Regions from separate parts of the Bombyx mori genome. Here region 2 is linked to region 1. Evidence: chromatin contacts called from public Hi-C data. All regions are on one chromosome and are shown on one strand. Each heading gives the region's core, a stretch centred on a gene start, on an enhancer-like site or on the middle of the called end of the contact. The rest is flanking DNA. Distances are from core to core; before and after follow the strand shown.

What was found. A called contact is a pair of places that touch in the nucleus more often than the background predicts.
Region 2: a contact with region 1 is called in a Hi-C map of whole pupa, with 4 times the contacts expected there. The contact joins the promoter of LOC101738820 here to the enhancer-like site in region 1. A contact is called at or near these places in 4 of 7 Hi-C or Micro-C datasets (posterior silk gland and whole pupa).

The regions. Positions count from the first base shown.
Region 1 is chr1:4,733,854-4,740,021 of ASM3026992v2, forward strand. All of the region lies in intron 4 of LOC101738820 (calcium-binding mitochondrial carrier protein SCaMC-2), which reads right to left. Among protein-coding and RNA genes, the nearest start is that of LOC732866, 19 kb to the left of the region's middle. Within about 2 kb of position 3,943, at least 5 of the 8 cell types and tissues checked have open chromatin away from gene starts, as enhancers often do.
Region 2 is chr1:4,777,359-4,783,526 of ASM3026992v2, forward strand. It overlaps LOC101738820 (calcium-binding mitochondrial carrier protein SCaMC-2), which reads right to left and starts at 3,436. Exons shown (of 7, transcript XM_021352314.3): 1 at 2,918-3,436. The coding sequence starts at 3,091.

The DNA of each region.
Region 1 (6,168 bases), core at 2,693-5,192:
ACGCCTACAAAACGGCCATTTTGGAGACCTCAACTTCCGAATGGAATGGTTGCTTCAATGATTGGTTCCATCGTATGGAAAAATGTGTCAAATTTCGCGGAGAATACTTCGAAAAGGAATAAATACATTTTTAAATAGTAATGTTGTGTCACTTCGTTAATTCCCGAAATTTTCAGTGCCGCCTATGTATAAACCATAAATTAAATACTATATTTACCACAAAATTGTAGAAATGAGGCGATCAGCGCAAAAGTGGCCTAACCCATATTTTTTTTATATTCCAGCTTATATGACGTACATTGGAATTTATTTAAAATATAATAAATTTTGATGCAAAACCGGCCTATCCATAGTTTCACCTATAGATAACAGATAGCTTTATAAACATTATTCTTGCGCGTATTGTTTTTTTGCCTACTCAAATTAAAATTCATGAAAATTCAGACTTAATTGCCTCCATACTAAATCTTTTTTTTCGGTCTGGTGCCGAACCTCCAGCGAGGTCCCCGCGCCTAGGGGGCGCACAGGATATGTGGGACTTGACGATCTGCAAGGTGTTGGGAGCAGACCGCGGGCCCATGGAAACCTCCATACTAACTATGGTAAGCTTTTTTTTTTACAGGAGAAGATAACCGGATCCCGTATGTGGGAGTTGAACCTCACTAAAAACTCATGCCGCTCACAGCAGTAACTATGGTAAGCTTAGGCCATTTTTGCGCTGACTGTCTCAAATATAAAGCAGACATATTAAAACTAAAGTGACATCACAAATTCGTCAGTCAGTCAGCAAACAAAAAGCCGTACCCGTACGTAAATAGTCTCGCATGTTTCTACGTTCGCAACAAAAGTCTGAAGTCACATGTTTACGTAATTATTACGTAGCGTTCGAATATTCGAACACACAGATCGTGACACATTTATGAGCCGTTTTGACCGTGATCTGGCGAACGATGAACGGTCGCTAACACTTGCATGAATCTTTTTATTAACAGTAAACAGTTTATCAAGAGGACGAGGTTATACGAGTAAAATATTTGTAATCTACCGAAAACAATTTCAGTAAGAACTACATTTATTATGAAAAGCCCGAACAAACAAATATGTTTTTTTTTTACTTTTTTGTGTAATGGACCTTTCTATCTTACACCCGAATGAGGCTGTGGCACGGTGTACAGCCTTTTTGACGGTTTTAATTGTCTCAAAAATGTTGTTGTATGAATACGAAAAATATGGGCAGTTTAGCCATTTCTAGAAGATGCTAATCTTCTCTTAGCTCTCTCTAGCTCTTATCATCACCCGGTATCAAATAAGGGAACACATTATACATATTAAATACATATGTTTTTGAATTTGTATTAAATATTCTTTTTCTTCTTTTTCACCTTATCCCACTAAGTGGAGTCGGTACCGCTAATTTTTCTCTTCCACGTTCTCTTCTATCAGCCGTCATCTCAACACTCACTCCTCTCTCTCTCATATCGTTATTCACATGAATCCAGTATTGAATTGGTATTAAATACTGGAATATAAAAAAAAAACAATTCAGATAATAAAAAAAAAATACCAGACATTAAACTGATTTCGCATTTTACGGCACTATTCCTTTCCTTGAGCAATAATTGAAATCAACAGTTTAGGGCTGGACCCGTAAGATAAGAAAATGCAATAAGGTGAAGCACGCGATCACTAGGGAACTGAAAACGACAGTGTTAAAGTGCGAGTGTGAGGTAAACATAACATTATTGTGTTTAGCTCCGAATTGAATTCGCTCGAACAGAAAACTGTTTGGTAATATACAAAATACGAAAATATATTTGACTAGTTGACCCGGCAGACTTGGTAGTGCCTCAATAGATAAATAAAAGACCTAAACTTTTGTAAAAAATAAACTTAAAACAAACAAAAGGAATCCGTACGACGGGGGGACACATCAAAGGAAAAACAAAATTGTTATTTTTATTTAATTCCGAGCATTTTCATATTTATCTATCTACCTTTTAAACCTTCTCTGGACTTCCACAAATAATTCAAGACCAAAATTAGCCAAATCGGTCCAGCCGTTCTCGAGTTTTAGCGAGACTAACGAACAGCAATTCATTTTTTTATATATAGATAACATACAAATCGCAGGGTTGTCTGTTATATCAGTAATATTTTTATGAATATGCAAACGTTACCTATAAATCAACTGACTTTGTATGGACGAGGAATAATTAATATCGTCTACGTCAAATAAAACTTTTAATTTATCTACTTTCTATCAGTATTTCATTGAATCGCATATTATTATACCTAAGCCTGTTCGTGTTTCACCAGTTTAACATTGAGTATAGAGAAAATTTCGTATTTCACGAACATTCTGCTTCAGAACGATGCTATTAATAGTAATACCACGTGAGCTCAACGCTTCATCAATGTAATCGTTTTTAATGTTGAGCCGAGAAAAAAATGCGAATCTAAAACAATATGTTTATAAATTAAACATCCGTGAACTTGTCCGTTACGAAGTTTGTTTGTGAAAATTTAAAACAACGTCTGAAAATAAAACTTAAGCTTTTATTTTGGGATTATGTGAACATGTACTTACTACAAATACTACTGCCGTAATAATTATATCATTATTACGCGTTAATTATTATATAATACACTTATTAAACAATGTTTAAAGTTTCATAATGTATAATTTAATTCAAGCAGATGGTAATAATCGTTCTGAGTTTTTTCGATTTCCATTTAGTTTGGAAACTTATAAGTTTACTTTCTAGTTTTTATTTATTGCTTAGATGGGTGGACGAGCTCACAGCCCACCTGGCGTGTTAACTGGTTACTGGAGCCCATAGACATCTACAATGTAAATGCGCCACCCACTTTGAGATATAAGTTCTAAGGTCTCAGTATTGATATTGATTAGATTCTTGATTCCATCATCATCATCATCATCAACAGCCCACAGTCGTCCACTGCTGGATATAGGCCTCTCCCAATCTACACCACTGAGCCCGGTCTTCCATAATGATTCCATAATGGGCAGCAATGTCAACTGCCCACCTGGTAAGTTGTTACCACTCATGGATCCCAATAATACCCCATTGACCTCAGGGGCACAACCCAGCCGCAGCTCACTGTTGCCGATTCCTTTATGTTATTGAATATTGGACCATAAGTTATTATAATAATATTATCATTTTTGTTAAGAACGTATTTAATGTAGGTTAAGTTTTTAACAAATTCAATTTATGAATAAAATCGTCTCTCTTTTTTTATTTCGCTTATCACGATGCTAATTGCGTCGTGGTTTTCGCGTTTTAACGTATTTTTCCGACGTGTGTTTTTATCTTTTCGTCTGAAATCTTAATTACATATCTATATAGTTGTTTTATTTTTCCTCACTTGTCGTCTTGTGACTTGTAGCATTAAAATTTACAAAACAACATGTACCTATTTTCTAAAACATTTTAAGTGTTGCAAAGAATATAGGAAAATACTCTTCGATTCACAACATTAAAGAATTTATTAAAAATCTTGAATGCAAATTCGCGACGGTAGCCTTGAGATAGTCATTACAACATTAAAAATATATGTTATTATTATTTTCATAGCTGTTTTAAAATCACTACTTGACGCAACAAAAGAAAGAACACGAGTATACAAGCATTCTTTCATTTCAAAACCATAGAAATTATCTTGAAATCGATTTTTCTAAGTACTAAATATTTGAATTGAGAAACTTTTATATTTATTCTACGAGCATTACTTAAAACTTTCAGTCAAGTCCTATAAAACGTCGTTCTTGTCACAAATTTTCCAACAAAATTGCATAAGTCACGTTTTATTTAATCAAAAACAATAAAGATTTTACATAGTTAATTTTAGCCGAGGATATATTCCGGCACGCTCTGTACCGGTAACACATATAGAGGTTGGAATGTCACGATGATGACGCAACACGCGAGCACGCCGCGTCATACGTCTGCTGCGTTGGCTACGATTTGAATGAAGTATTGTACTGAAGTCTTTATTTTTATTTATTTAATTTTTTTTACGTCCCTTAAACAGAATCAGCCCACTGAGTTTCTCGCCGGATCTTCTCAGTGGGTCGCGTTTCCGATCCGGTGGTAGATTCTGCGAAGCACTGCTCTTGCTGGGACCAGTGTTAGCAACACCTCCGGTTTGAGCCCCGAGAGCTCACCTACATGCCAGGGTAACGCTGATATAGCCACACAAAACTATCAGCATAGGAAGGAAAAAAAAGAGAATGAGACAAAATAACAGCAATAATAAATTAGAAATTCATATAATCAACATAATATGTATTTAAGTTTATTTATTTTATTTGAAAGACTACATACTTCATTCTATAATGTATGTAACACACATTTCGTTTCGCATTTATTTTACAACGATTTTTTATCATTTCACAGAATATTGACGAAACATTTTTCGATAACAAGTGTTGTTGTTTGTTACCTTTATTCCTTCCCAGTAAATTATAATTAATTCAAATTTTAATCTATGACGCTATTATATTATATTTTATGATGATTCACGCAAATTTCCCTTTATTGCCGTATATTTTTTTTTAAATTTCCTCATTTTATGTTAATTCTAATTAATTTTTTTATAACATCATTCATTATAATAAATGATGTTTCATTCATGATCATTCATTATAATAAATGACGTTTCACTGCAAGACCCAAATTCAATTACAAAAATTTAACGTCATCAGACATTTTGGGAGCAGTATAAGTTTATTAAATGAAATACTTTTTGGGATGATAACGAATATTATTACTGGTTAGTTAGGACGATAAGAGTTATAATAAAGTGGCGTTTTAAGCCGTCAACGTTTATCGACCTGAATATGTAGTGCTGAATACGTCACAGCTGATAGCAATGACGTTATACGTTGTAGAAACATGGTAATGGGCAATGGTTATTGTAAAAGAGGAAGATTAAAGATTAAAAGTAATTGTCAACTTTGGTACGCATGTAATATCTGCCTATTTTGAAAGTTTGGAATATTAATCGAGCAAAGATGAAATCCGGTAAAAGGTGTCGTTGTTACACATTTAATTGCAAGTATGATTTACTGGTGGTAGGATCTCTGGTGAATCCGCGCGGGTAGGTACCACCGCCCTGCCTATTTCTGCCGTGAAGCAGTAATGCGTTTCGGTTTGAAGGGCGGGGCAGCCGTTGTAACTATACTGAGACCATAGAATTGATATCTCAAGGTGGGTGGCGCATTTACGTCGTAGATGTTTATGGGCTCCAGTAACCACTTAACACCAGGTGGGCTGTGAGCTCGTCCACCTATCTAAGCAATAAAAATAAAATAAAATAAAAGTATACCTACTAAAGGTTCAAAATGAACAAATTGATCTTTGTAGACACTTAAAATAAGCCAATAAAATTACGATATCAGACTGCCTATCTTTCTTGTTCTGATAAGATGTTAAAATGTATATCAGTGATGCACTTGCTAATGTTTGCTTAGCCTCGATATTTCGACAGCAGTGGACGTATTGTGCGTGCGATTTTGTAAATTCGCATAGGGCGGCATGTTACTTCTATTACATTTAATAATATCAATTTTATTATTTCAGCAGTTTTTATAAATATTTGTATGGATGTTAAATTTATATTTAAATTTTAGCATATGAAAGTGCAAAAAAAGAACTTTATGTTTGTCAAATCTTGCAAATTATACGTTTTGCAAAAACATTTTAGCCGGCACACCCAACATACGTGTATTTGGAATTTATAGATTCATTGAAAGATGTCGATTGATGCAAAATTTTCTTCGTCAAAAAGACTGCCATTGTCACCAAGTGCAAAGTCAACTATAAGCATTGGACTACATTTCGTTGCGTTATTTGGAAATTAAATATTTAATTTTCGCTGATGTAGAATATAGCTTAAATTTAATATTCAATCTGATCTTTTTTTTATTGTTTCTTATTAACAATATTTGTTATTACTACCTAGTCTTGCCATAAATACTGAGACAAAGGAAAAACTATTGCAAATAACATTTATTACTTTTACAGTGTGTTAGTTTAATACATAAATATAAAACAATTTAAAGTATAAAAAGCTTATTCGAAGTGGTCTCCATTGGCTCCAATACAGTCCTTTAAACGTTGAGGCCAGTTATCAATAGAAGCA
Region 2 (6,168 bases), core at 2,186-4,685, 43 kb after region 1:
AATAAACTCGCGTGGTTTGACTTTATTGTGCGTAATTATAGTTAAGTTTCGCAGAGTTCTGTGCCCACACATTTGTTCGTCCTATTTTTATACTTATTATACATCTTGAATAAGGGGCAGAAAGTGACTTGTAAGCTGATATCACTGGGTTATAATGATAATTTTCCTCAAATAGAACGTTTCAAAATACTTCGCTTAACAGAAAAAAATTCTAAAATTAGCTTTAAGTAAAACTTTATTTATTTGATATCATTTTAAACAAGCATTCTAACTTACTTAAGATAACACGAAAAAACCTAATTATATGAATTCCCCCGGCTACACGCAAAGATCTTTGTTGCACCCTAAGCTCCATTTAAAATAGATTCAGCGGTCACTGACCTTACTCGACAGGAAACTCAAATAAAAGGATTTTATAAAGTTTTGAATTTTAAGCGGCATTATACTTTTAAATTATTCCTTGGAAATTTTAATCCTTCTGTGTTCTGATAATCCGAGTGTACAATATTTTTTCTTACAAAAATGTAGGTACTTTGAAAACATTTTTAACGATAAGTTTTAAATAAATAATTACCTACTAGGATTGAACGTGTTCGTTTTTTTAATTTTAGTTCTTTTTTTAAAGTATCAAAGCGTTTGAATTTTCTTAATAATTAATTAACTTTGTTGTGATTTTTTTAAATAGCACATCAATTTGTTTTGAAGTTTAGTTTGTGATAGCCAAAATGAGTTCGGGAGGAATTCCGAATCTTGGCAATTGATTACAATGGTTAGAAAAAATGTAATGAATTTCCTTGTAAGGTTATTGATATTTCCACGAATCGAAGACAGATATCCGCAAAAATGAAAATAAAAATCTATAGTAATAGAATACTAAGTTTAACTAGAGCCACCAACGATTAATTAGTTATTAGATCAACCAATATCAATGCTGCCATCGGTCTTGAGACTTGAGGTCGAAATCACGATTTTATTGGGTACGGCTGTATCCCAAGCTTCAAACAGGAACGCCAGTGCGTGCTCACAATACGCCCTCTCACGAATATTTACGCAAGGTCAACGAATTTGTGGGGGTTTTTTGTTGCACGTGGTTCCTTGAAATCGTTCGTGCCCAGATCGCGGCCACAGATTTAGAACAATAGTTCCGGAAGTGGCGCATTGCAAGTGGCACTCTCGGTGCTTTTAGGCCTCTTAAGCTCCAGTTACCGTCTTTGTCGAACTCGTCGACTGCGACGAAGAGTTCGACGAGTGAAGTAACCCATAGATACAGCCCACTGAGTTTCTCGCCGGATCTTTTCAGTAGGTCGCAATTCCGATCCGGTGGTAGATTCTGCGAAGCATTGCTCTTGCTAGGGCTAGTGTTAGCGAATTCTCTCAGGTTGGGCCCGTGAGCAGGCTACCAGGGAATAAGTAGGCAAAAATAAAATTCGTTCATGAACATGTGATACTCAGAAAAAATTATAAAATCGCATCATTTATATGAATACACTCATCTGACCAGCAACATATCACTTTTAATCGTAAATTTCTACTCTATTTCTAATGGTTTCGTTTTCTTTTTACTAAGCACTTAAAGCAATATTATGTACTAGTAATGTGAAGTTACTTATCTATGTTCATTTTTAGCCTTGCTCTTATTGCAATGTAGGGATATGATGTAATATTTACGAAAAATCTCGCCCTTTTCTATTTTAGTTACTGTTCAAGTACATAGCGGCCTTCGCATAGTTACTAGGTGCCTTGTAGCTTCTCAACATTAGGTGGATCATGCCCTTATCTAACCACTTATTCAAACATACACAGAAATAACCTTGAACATTGTACAACTGCATTCAGGAAACTCTCAATTGGATGCGTAACTATAAATTATGACAATATGTAACAACATAATATGTAACGTGTGTTGTTCGTTTGTTATTAAAATTAAATCAACATTTGAATATTACAGTTTCTTCATCGTGCAAGGCATATATAGAGTCTGATATAATAGCAATAATTGAACAATTTCTATAGCATTTAATTTGGTCATACATATTCATTCATCCCATTTTCTTCACCGTGCAAGGCATATCCCGAGTTTGATATAATAGCAATAATTGAACAATTTCTATAGCTTTGAATTTGAGCATACATATTCATTCATCCTGTATAAATCAAATTTTAGGGTGGATGCGTGTTCGACTGCTACAGGTTAGCATGAAGATTCTTGAATAAATTTTGTACTCTTCAGGACCATGTTACTATCATAAATAAGAATTGATATCAGTTTTGCAATATAAAACTTTAACTCTAATTGAATTTTATTCTTAGTTTTTGTTTTAGGGAATTTGTAAATTTATATATTTATATTATTGCCGTCATACTATTGTCAAGGTCGTAAGACTAGTTTATTCTTGATCGTCTAACCCTTCAGAAAACATACAAGTAGATTAAACAGATAATGCAACTACTTTACATAATACCGTGACAAGGTAAATATAATAGAGATAATATATTCCTATCCATAAGAGTTAAATCTTGACATATCAATGATTTATCTGTGGTGTATTGTAGTTTTGAATATACAAAGAGTAAGTTACATTTTCAAAAAAGTCAAATAGTACATTTTTTATAAGTACCTAACTGGTGTTAATATAATTTTGCAAGAAATTGCGACGGTGTATTCTGTAAAATATCTTTGATAGTTTTGATAAAGATCATGTTAGTTGGTGATTATTTCTTAGTCGTAATTTAAAAAAAAGTATATGAAGATAGAATTCAATGTCAGTAGGTAAGCCAGGTAATAGGCACCTTAGTGATTAAAATTAAATTTATAATTGGCGATGCTTGAAGGAACACGTGTCGTGTCATCGACTTGACGAACAATTCATCGGTAGAAGATACCGTTAGTTCAAGCTAAGGAAATGACCATTCTAACCTCTGCATAGCTGCGATTGATGTGGGGGGCCAGCTCCTTGAGGGCGACAGACAGATCATGTATATCAATCTTCCCGTTTCCATCATGGTCTAATTTAGAAAAAAGTTTCTCAAGCCTTTCTTCGTCTTCTTTTGGTAATTCTTCTATTTCCAACGGCGGATGACACTGTACCATGATCTCTATTATCGGCGTAAGTACGTTTTTTTAATGAACACAACAATATTATTGCATGAGTATTCGTGTGGGCATACATAACTTTAGTCTAACTTAAATACGTGGTCAGAAACATTTTAGAAATTCGCACTCGATTCGCGCTGAGTAGTCTTTGACAGCTACTCGCTGCCGCACTGCCGCACACAGAGATACGCGCAAACCACGGCGAACGAGCGTTGTGTGGTAATTGTGTCATACACTAAATTATGACATCACCAGGCAGAAATTTCCCCAATATGCTAAGCGAAATATTTAAAATTTCTGTAATGTATACTGTAACGCAAGGATCGTGAGCTTATATTACACTGACTAAAATTGTTCATTTGTGTGAATGTGTGCGTTTTATGGTTCTTGCCAGCAACGACTGTTAGCGCCATCTGTACGAAGCTGAAAAAACCGTGACAAGGCATTTACTTATTGATTTAAAATTACGTAATTCTCAGCCCTATTATTTTCAATAGAAAAATTAGGCCACAGATAAATGTATTAGTAGCCAACTAAAGCTGCCTGTGTGGTTTAAAATTTTAGTAATTTCTACAAAAGTTTTTTGAGTAGTTACCTTATTTCATATTTAGTGTATGTTATATTTAATAAAGTTAAGAATAAGAGACAAAATTAGCTTTATAGTTTTTAAATATATTGGAATATTAACCAAATCATTTTTATTTTTAACGAACTTTTTTTTTGAAATTTTAAGAGATCATAAAACTTCAAATAATGTTCCATCCAGTTATTTTTAAACTGTTAATTCTGTTAAGTGATTGTAGGTGGCGTTAGTTTACCATTCAATATTGAAATTTAAGAATTTGAAGTCGAAAAGCTATGTAGAACTGAACATAGTTTTTAAATATATTTATAGATGTCGCTGCTACACAAATTTTCGAACTGTGGCATTAAATTGTGAAGACCGCTTGCATTTCCATCATCGCGGTTTTGAGTTTAACTCGATTGTTGGAAGATGTCGAATATTGAGAGACGTTGAATGAAGTCCGAGCTCCGTGGTTCGCGAGAAACGTATATTTGTACGACGATCTGTGCCTCCAAACCGCCAAAAAACACCTAAAGTATCTAAGCGTTGAAAATATACCTACACTAAGGCGATATGTCATGAAAACTGATTTATCGTGGCCGCCATTGACTACTATCCGAATCAGGCTCATTTAGGAGCCAATTACCCTCGACGCCCTACCTTCTCCTATACGCTCTTACGGAACCACCCGACCCACTAACACAATTATTACATCCCTACACTCTATCATTAGGAGCTAACATAGGAACCCTTGTAGCGGTTACCGCGAGTACGGTACTCATCGAAGAGATCGTCGTGAAACCTAACCCATAAATTAGCGCGCTGAGTTTCTACCGTCCTACTTACCGTCCTTACGGTCTTCTTAGGAGACGTTGGGGCAGCTGTTACTAAGCCCCACCCTCTCTACCTGTAATTCATCCCTTCCAAAATAATATTTCATAACCTAACCTATGAATCAGCTCGCTGAGTTTCTCGCCGGATCTTCTCAGCGGGTCGCGATTCCGATCCGGTAGTAGATTCATTCGCGAAGCAGCTACTCTTGAGCTGTTAAGTCTCCTTCGGAGGCGCTCGGGTAGCTGTTAGCAAATCCCACCCCTCCTGGCTGAGCCTTTGCTCGCCCACCTGTCCTGGTGAAACTGAAAAGGCCTCCGGGCCACCAGTAATCCTTCAATCATAAAAAAAAAAAAATATTTCATAATTCAATCTTTCTACAGGAGTTCGATTAGTCCGGGCGTAGCTAGAATAGCCCCCTCCTTAGGCTTCCAGCTAATAGGTAGGGGAAAAAAACCACAGCTATGCTATGAGTTACAATCTAAATTAGCGCACTGAACTGTTTTATTACTACATTTTGGGGACTTACGTATCTCCCAAAGTAGCATGAATATATTTTTTTAAATCATTTTTTTTTACTAATAAAGAAATTCAGTTTCAGATTCGTTCGTTATCGTAGGACCTCCTCACCTAGATGCTAATACTATACTAATACTAGACTAATACTAGACTAATACTAGACTAATACTAGACTAATACTATACTAATACTATACTAATGCTATACTAATACTATACTAATATTATACTAATACTATACTAATACTATACTAATACTATACTAATACTATACTATTACTATACTAATACTATACTAATACTATACTAATACTATACTAATACTATACTAATACTATACTCCAATTGTCCGACCGAAATTCTATTAATTTCGCTTGCTGAAATGCTCCCTAGTGTTTGAGTGGTATGGCGTGTTAAGAAAACGATTGAGTAGAATATTATACCATTATCAATGCTGTTTCTGCCGTCGAAAAATCACATGAGAAAAAAACAAATGGTGTTACGTTAATTATTTTAAAAGACCTTATCACAATTAGTATCCACACGTAACATATCTTAGCTAACTCAGATAATCATAATTCGAATGGAAAAACGGAGCAAGAGAAATTCAAACGAAAAAAAATGACTCATAAAGTTATTTACAAGATATTTTGGGGCGCATTAATCCTGTGACAAAAAAGTCACATTTGGAAATACAATCACGTACAGTCAGCATCACGATGACATACGCATAATAGACTCGCTCTATTGTACTTCATTAAATTCACTCAATAACCGAGCCATATTTTGCTAAGTAGGTTTTTCAAATCGTCACAATTCAAATTTCCATCCCTTTCTCTCTTTATATAGATCTGGTTCGCGACAAGGACAGCAATAAAAGCTCATGGTAACTGTCCTCAGATTTCAACCAATAAGCCCATGGGGATTATGGTTGAAATGGCATGGCTATTATGTCAAAATGACAATACACAAATTGACGCGACCGAAAGACTATAAACTCTAGAAGTTAATACGGACAGAACTGTACGGAGTTTTATTTATGAATGGATTGAAAAAAGACTTTCGCGCTCTGTAGTAAGGTCGAAATTCCGTACACTCCTTTTTTTAGATTTCAATTTAAGAAAACGATATCTATCATTATCGGCGCAGAGTGCATTTCT